Regions from separate parts of the Oryzias latipes genome. Here region 1 is linked to region 2. A link is a contact called in public Hi-C data. All regions are on one chromosome and are shown on one strand. The core of a region is the stretch at or near the end of the contact, and the rest is flanking DNA. Distances in the headings are between cores, read along the strand shown.

Region 1 (3,605 bases), core at 741-3,240, 170 kb before region 2:
CAATAAAGTCAGAGTGAGCTCTGAGGCCGGCTAGCGCTGCAGGAGACCGTGGTTCCACGTCCTGAAAAGGAAAAGAGCTTTTTTTTTTAATCCAAAATCTCTAGCGGAATTCTACTTTAATATATGATAAATACAGAGAGACATTGATTTTTGTTTTAACACAACAGAAAGGCAAAATACTGAGCCTGGAAGGTAACTGAAAAGCGAACGCAGGTTTGACTTACCAAGACATGCCAGACGTTCTCGTTGGCTCCTTCAAAGCAGCAGAATCGAACGCTAGCGCCCAGCAAACCATGACCGCCCCACATGTTGCTGGGTGTCACCTCCAGTTCCCTCACCCGCTGAGTTTTTGAGTTGTACACTTCCAGCTTGACAGCTTTCTCAACATTGGCCTTCAGCATGTCCTTCAGCAAATCACTTTCTTTATTCTAAAGAGGAAAAAAAAACAAAAGAGTGCATCTGTGATCCCAAACATACGACGGAGTTTTAGGGCCACCAACAAAAATAAATAAGAGTAAAATTACGAGATTTTAAGTTGTGAATTTACGAGAAAAAAACTCAAATTTACGAGATTAAAGTGGAAGTAAGCATACAGAGCAGTAAGTGAACGCCACGCAGCAGCAGAGCAGACACATTAAACTCAATTGAACAGGTGAGCTGAATTTATAAATGTTTTATTTATTGATGGGTGGTTTGCAGGCAGCTATCCACTTGAATCCTTTCTTCCTCCGCCAAAGACAAGATCTCCACGTTTTAACACTGTTTACTTCTGCATTGGTGTTTGGATGACAGGTTCATGACGTCAGGTTGACAGATGAACTTCAGGGTGTGTGAATGAAAAGGAGAACAAAAAGGCTGCAGCGGTCTGACATCGATCCCTGGAAAGCCGGCTCCACTGGCAATAGTTTTGTCGCTCAAAGATTACGAATCTCTTTGTTTTTTAAACTTATCCGGAAAGAAAGTTTCACAAAAGGCTCCACATATTTCATCGTCAAACTAGGCTCCGATAAACGGAAAACTTTGGTATTTTTTTCTCGTTAATCTCTGACTTTTTTCTCGTAGATTTACTAGACATTGACTTTCTTATGACTTTCATTCTCGTAAATTTATGACTTAAAAGTCGTAATTTAAAAAAACGTTTTTTTTGTAAACTGGCCCTAGTCAAACTCTGTCGTACAAACAAGATAAAAAAGATGTTTTTGAGTTCTGAATCTATACATATTATTATGAGAGATGCAAAAAGCATTAACATATCATACTTACAAGTCTGGTGTGTCCAATGGAGAGGATAAAGTCAAAGAAAGGCTCCAGTCCTGCCTTCAATGCTGGTGAACCTTCTTGAATCTGAAAGGTGATCCATAGATATGCTGTGTTGTCGCCCCCTTGTGTCCATTTGAAGTATTGCAGTGTACAGAGGTATCTTTTCTTTTTATAAGCTAGCACGCGCTGCATTGACATTTATGCAACTTAAAAAAGCCCGTTATATTCTAAATATGTAATAAAGTTTTTAAAGTGCGTTTTAAACATGTTTTTTTTTTCTTTAAGAGATCTGAACAAATTGGGTTTGTGCCAAATGCCACCTCATGATGATGGGAGGACGACACCACCATCATCAAGGGTGACATTGACATCCCCTTATAGAAAAAAATACATAAATAAATGCGAGAGTTGTTGTTACTTTACACTTCGAGCACATTCGGAAATCCTGTAATGTTAATTTTAAAGCATTTCACTTTATCATTGTTCCAAACGAGTTGGAATAACCTTGTAGTTCAAGTTACAACCTACCCCATGCACGTGATAACCGCAGCTCCTTCCGCCGCCCGACAAAAACGAGCTCTTCGTCAGCCCCATGGCCTCCAAACGCCGACAGGAGTTTAATGCATGACACGAGGTAGAGTCTGAGGGAAAGAGCAAACACCGGGCAGGAGCTGACAGCAGGGAGACGCACAGGCAGACCAAGATCACCGAAAAATCGAGCCTGCGTTCGTCTGCTGGCAGACACGATAATCGATTAGTAGTCCTTCAGAGAATAAACCAAACTGAAGCAAAAAATGAACAAATGTTAGAGGGTTTTTTTTAAACAATCATTAAAAAAAATTCTCCTCCTCCTCCTCCTACTACTAATAATAATAGACAGTTAGAAAAACTGTCTTTAAAATAAACAGTCTCATTAGACAGGACATTTCTTGCCTTTTAAAAATATCGAAATCTGTCTGCTTTTGGTGACATTTGACTCAATGACAATTACTGGACCAATACATTAAGAGAATAAAAAACTCTGATAATAAGAAAGCCATCGAAACATTTGATCTGTATGTCAGTTTCAATATATCTGCGTAAAATGTAATAACCCCCTGGCTTGTTGTTCCTTCGTTGTTGCTGTTTACTGTTTAACATTGCTTTGCATTGAATCTTTACATTCAACAAAGTTTGAAACAAAAAATTACTGGACCATCTCACGTCTCCTATTAGATTAGCAGAAAATGTACACCTTTGTAATAATGTCAGTCAAAATTGCAAATAACAAAAAAAATACTGTAATATAAAATGTTTGGAACTAATACAGACCCTTCATTTGGTGATGAACACTGGATTTACCAGGTTCTACATCAGAAATACTCACAGAAATAGTCACTTAAATGGACTCTATTCAAATGTCCGGGTTACATAAAAATAAGAGTTTTAACAATAATACTATAACAAATGTATTATTAAAAAGGCACAAATGAGTGGTAGCTGTTAATTAAGTTTTAACAGGGATTTGCTTCAAGTCAAAAAACAAGACCACAAGAAACTCTTCAGTTCAAAAACCTCTCCACATGGGGCAGATTTTATGATATTTTCTCACTCAGAAAGTCTAATAATTCACCAAAGTGAATTAAAATAAAATAAATTATGTTCCCATTGAAAGGCTGCAAGGTGGTGTGGCAGTTAGCACAGCAAGAAGGTGGAGTTTGCAGTCCTCCACAAGCATTTATGGGCTTTTACTGGGCACTTCAGCTTCTTCACACAGTCCAAAATCCTGCTTCAGACATTAATTAGCGACTCTAAATTGTGAGTGTGTATGTGTCTCTGTGTGGCCCTGTGATGGATTGGCAACTGTCCAGGGTGTACCCAGCCTTCATCCGTACTAGCTGGGTAGGATCCAGTGACCCCATGACCCCATGACCCTGACTGGTAATGAAGCGGGTTTAGTTAATTGATGGATTGCCATCAACTAATAGAGATGCAATTTTACTTTTTTCTCAAATGAAATGAATCCAAGTTGATTATCCAATTAGTTTTTGTTATTTTTTTTTTTTACTTTATAAAAAAGCTTTGAACGTTGTAGAAACATCATCAATGATTAGCACATTAGACCAAATAGCTTTTAAATGAAACAACTCCTCTTTCTAAATGCTCTTTTTAAGCTGGCTAATTCTATACGTGACAACTGAGATGTGGAGATCGCTGACCTTCTAACCCTGACCAGATGCCACCTCATGGCTTCACCTATCACACCACAGACTGAGGATTGATGGACTCTAAGGACAGCCATGCTCGTCACTCAACATTTGCACACATCACTGGGTTTCCTCTAAAATATCAGAAAACCCCTCTTA
Region 2 (3,687 bases), core at 303-2,802:
CCAGGAAAACAGGTTTGTCAAAGAAGAAGTGCTACACCCCAAAAAACTATTGATTCATGCAAACCAAAGTGTTAATGTTAAAACGATTTTACTCGCTTTACAGATAAATACGTCAGAAATTCTTTAAACTTCACAAGAGAACCTCTTCAGACTGGCCAACATGCCCTCATCCATGCTTTAAACACGCCTAATAAACTACAGGTTTTACAATGTCCTAATTATAAAAAAGCGCCCTGTACAAACTTCTCTTTTCCTTATCAGATCCACAATTTGTCAGAGAATTGTTCCAGCTTTCCGTGGGGGTTAGAAGCTTCATAACATCCAGTAATCCTCTCAAAAGAGCTCACACATAACTGGATTCATTCAGGCAGTAAATACCTCCAAATGCAACAACCAGCCGCAGGAAGTTCACTCTCCGGACCCTGCACTGGCATCAGAACCAGCTTGCTAAAAGCCTCTTGCAGCGGTGAAAAGTAAGCGCACCCCTTTTGCATTTCCATGATGAATTCTCATCTCCTGGTATTTGACAATCAGCCCTGAAAGTGTTTACATGTACCAAGGTGTTTACTACTATTTGATTAGGATCCCATGTATGTATTTACATTTGAATAACATTTAGAGGGGGAAATATACTATTTTTAATTGAAATTGATATTGCATACTCAGAGAAAAATAAGTACAATATTTTATATCGTTTACTTTAGCCAATATTTATGCCGCTTAGTCTATATAGTAAAATTGATTAAAATAGTGAATTTTGCAGGTTTTCTTGTGTAAATAGTCTAAAAACATTACTATTTAGCATATTTTTGTTTGAGCTATTCTTACGAACCAGGTTCTTACCAGAACATGTCTTCCCATTAAATAACATATTAAATTTATTAAAATAAGTCTTCTGACTGAAGCTGTGGCTCATACGATTACAATTGGGTTTTAGATCAGTATAAGAAACTATTTTCCCCCCAGTCTCTCGCCAGCAATTAGTCAGAGCCTGTAGCGTTTGAGCCCTAGCAAAACGCCGGTAGGTTGCTCTCTCACCGGAGCCTTTTTACCGTTACCGAGTCCAAACACAAACCGGTCGGACTAGTCAACTCGTCGCCTGCCTTTAACTTGACCCAGTTCGGTGGAAAGAACTGCTTCCTGTCCGCTTTTTAGCTTAGCTCGCGCTGGGAGGCAGCAGAAAGCAGGAAATTCACTAACTACCGGTTAAGCTAACAGGCTAATGATCACATACCAATCACCTCGTGTAGCTCATAATCATCTCTGTTGATGGACCAGGGTTGGGAGCTCGGGTCCTCCGACATGGTGGTTCAAGAGTCTACTGAGACCGTAGTGTCTCTCCGTTTTGGTTGTGAACCCAGACACGGTGCGAGAAAAAAAGAAGTTATCCAAACACAGCCAACAAAGGCGACACTTCCCTTTCTTAGCAGATCCTGCAGCACTCCTGTCATTCCCAAAGTTTGACACTAGCTTGGCAGCCCCGCCTACTGCATTCCTGCCGAGCAAATGTGGACCTTAACGGCGGACATATCGGGCGAAGTGCACCGCACGAGCGCCACAGACCTGCTGTGGTCGGTTGGGGAAATTCATTTCCGCTCGTGGACGGTGAACACTGCCCCCAAATCAATAGTTCTTTTTCTTTTTCTTTAAAGTAAAAAAAATCAACGCTCTTTGTACATTGAAGCTCAGGCTAAAGGTTAGCCCAAATATTTCACCACAGCTGCGTAAGCGTTTTACCCAGCAGCCAAATTTTTGCCTCATTCCTATACACCATTACATATTTTTTATTCATACTTCTTTACGAAACAATACACTAGCAAACAGCACATTTTATCATCACTGACAAAACCAAACTCGAGGACAATGATAGGTATATTTTTAAGGGGGCGTACTGCTCCGAAAGAACCCAGTCCTCTGATTGGATGAGTTTTACTTCCTTGGGGTTTAGTTTTATGAGTAAATAATGTTCTCCCTCTGCGAAAAAGAGACATCTGCTGGTGGTGGCGGGTACTACAGGAAAACACGACGGGACGTTTTTAGTTTGGAAAGTGGAAAAAAGATGCGTTCTAAAATGTTTTGACCAATCTAAAAACTTTATATGAATATATATATCCATACACTTAACAAGGAATTGAAATCTTTTATTTAAAAAAAAAAATCACATTTATAGCTTACAAAAGTATTTTCAAAAGATTGAAAAAAACAAAATTGGTCATGAACATGTCGAATTATCAGTCACAACGCCTTATCATCCTCTTGCCCCCCTTGTGCAGCTTGATTATAAAATATATAATTATTTCAAGTGAAAACAAATAGATATGTTTTGCTTCAATGTCAGCAAGATATGTAATACAAGATGCAGCTGAAGATGTAAGAGCTTGATATTTTACAACAAAAGCTATTGAAAGATCTATTTTTAAAAATAATAAGGCACTTTTAAACATGGTTGACAGTCTGGTCCACATTCATGGCAAGGATAAAGCTTTGGCGAGTCGTATCCAGAACCACGCCTGAGTGCAGGGCTTGGTGTAGTCGCATACAGTGAGGAACCGCAAGATGGTCGGAAATGGCTTTTTCATCGTCTTATAGATGACTGGAATGAGACGTTTATTCCGAGCCCCTATAATGGAACAGTGAAGAAGTTACATGTCAAAAGACGTTCTTAGAGTAGTTTACTATGATCAAAGTATTTTACCGGGAATGACCGTATTACCAGGGCAGAGGCTGAGGGCAAACTTGGTCTGAAAGTCACAGGCATCACTTTCCAGATATTCATCAGATATCACAACCACCATTCTCTTACACCTGCACACATGGACACATAAACATCAATTATTTGCTCAATTAGAAGGTAGAATGGCAACGTCAGCTGATATCCCACCTCTTCTCGATGAGTTCACTTGTGATGGTCCAAACGCAGGAACCTGGGAGGACATCTCTGTCAAACACACACAGCTTCAGCTTGTGATCCGTCTGCTCCAGCTCTCGGATCATCTCACAGACAAAGTGGAAGTCGTCTTGGCAGTAGCAGATGAAGGCGTCAAACATCTCAGGTGACCCTGAATTCAACACAAATGCACCAGTTTTATGAAAAAATAGATAAAAAATAAATAAATAAAAGAACAATCCAGGAGTCAAACATGAAATAAAACTGTTCATCACTGGAAACAGGACACCAGAGTGCTGTGCAGAGCAGTGACACAAAGATGTGTAGCAAAGATCTGATTAAAGTTTACGATTAACAGCCAAATAAAGAATTAATGCAATCCTTATTTAGAGTTAAAAATCCATACAGGTTAACTGTCTCAAGATAAAAAACAGAAACAATAAACTGCATTAAAAAAAAACTGAAAAAAGCTCTTTTTATATTTTCAGATTTAGCTAACATTTAAAAGGCCATGCAATATATTTCTCACCCTTCTGTTTAAATTAGCTTAGTTTGATCTGCTTAAATGCATCTGCAGTGACACAAAGTTGTAAAACTGCATGTACTCCAGCTCATTGTGCAGAGGAAAGTATTCTTCCTGTTTCCAGATTTGAACTTAATACACTTTTCAAACGTTTTTATTGAATGTGAAGCGTATTAAGAAAACTTTGCACGACGGAAAATATATTTAAAGCTGCAACAGAAAAATCCAGCATAGAAATCGTTCCTATTTGAGGAGTGTGGGACAATTCTTTAAAAAA

What was found. A called contact is a pair of places that touch in the nucleus more often than the background predicts.
Region 1: a contact with region 2 is called in a Hi-C map of fibroblasts, with 1.5 times the contacts expected there. The contact joins the promoter of LOC101156858 here to the promoter of LOC101156367 in region 2. A contact is called at or near these places in 2 of 5 Hi-C or Micro-C datasets (embryo and fibroblasts).

The regions. Positions count from the first base shown.
Region 1 is chr20:18,364,667-18,368,271 of ASM223467v1, reverse strand. LOC101156858 (Golgi reassembly-stacking protein 1) reads right to left here and starts at 1,990. Exons shown (of 9, transcript XM_011488967.3): 1 at 1,789-1,990; 2 at 1,264-1,344; 3 at 225-428; 4 at 1-61. The coding sequence starts at 1,854.
Region 2 is chr20:18,193,510-18,197,196 of ASM223467v1, reverse strand. LOC101156367 (serine/threonine-protein kinase OSR1) reads right to left here and starts at 1,552. Exons shown (of 18, transcript XM_023950452.1): 1 at 1,242-1,552. It overlaps myd88 (myeloid differentiation primary response protein MyD88), which reads right to left. Exons shown (of 5, transcript XM_020712727.2): 3 at 2,882-3,059; 4 at 2,696-2,805; 5 at 2,121-2,620. The coding sequence ends at 2,466.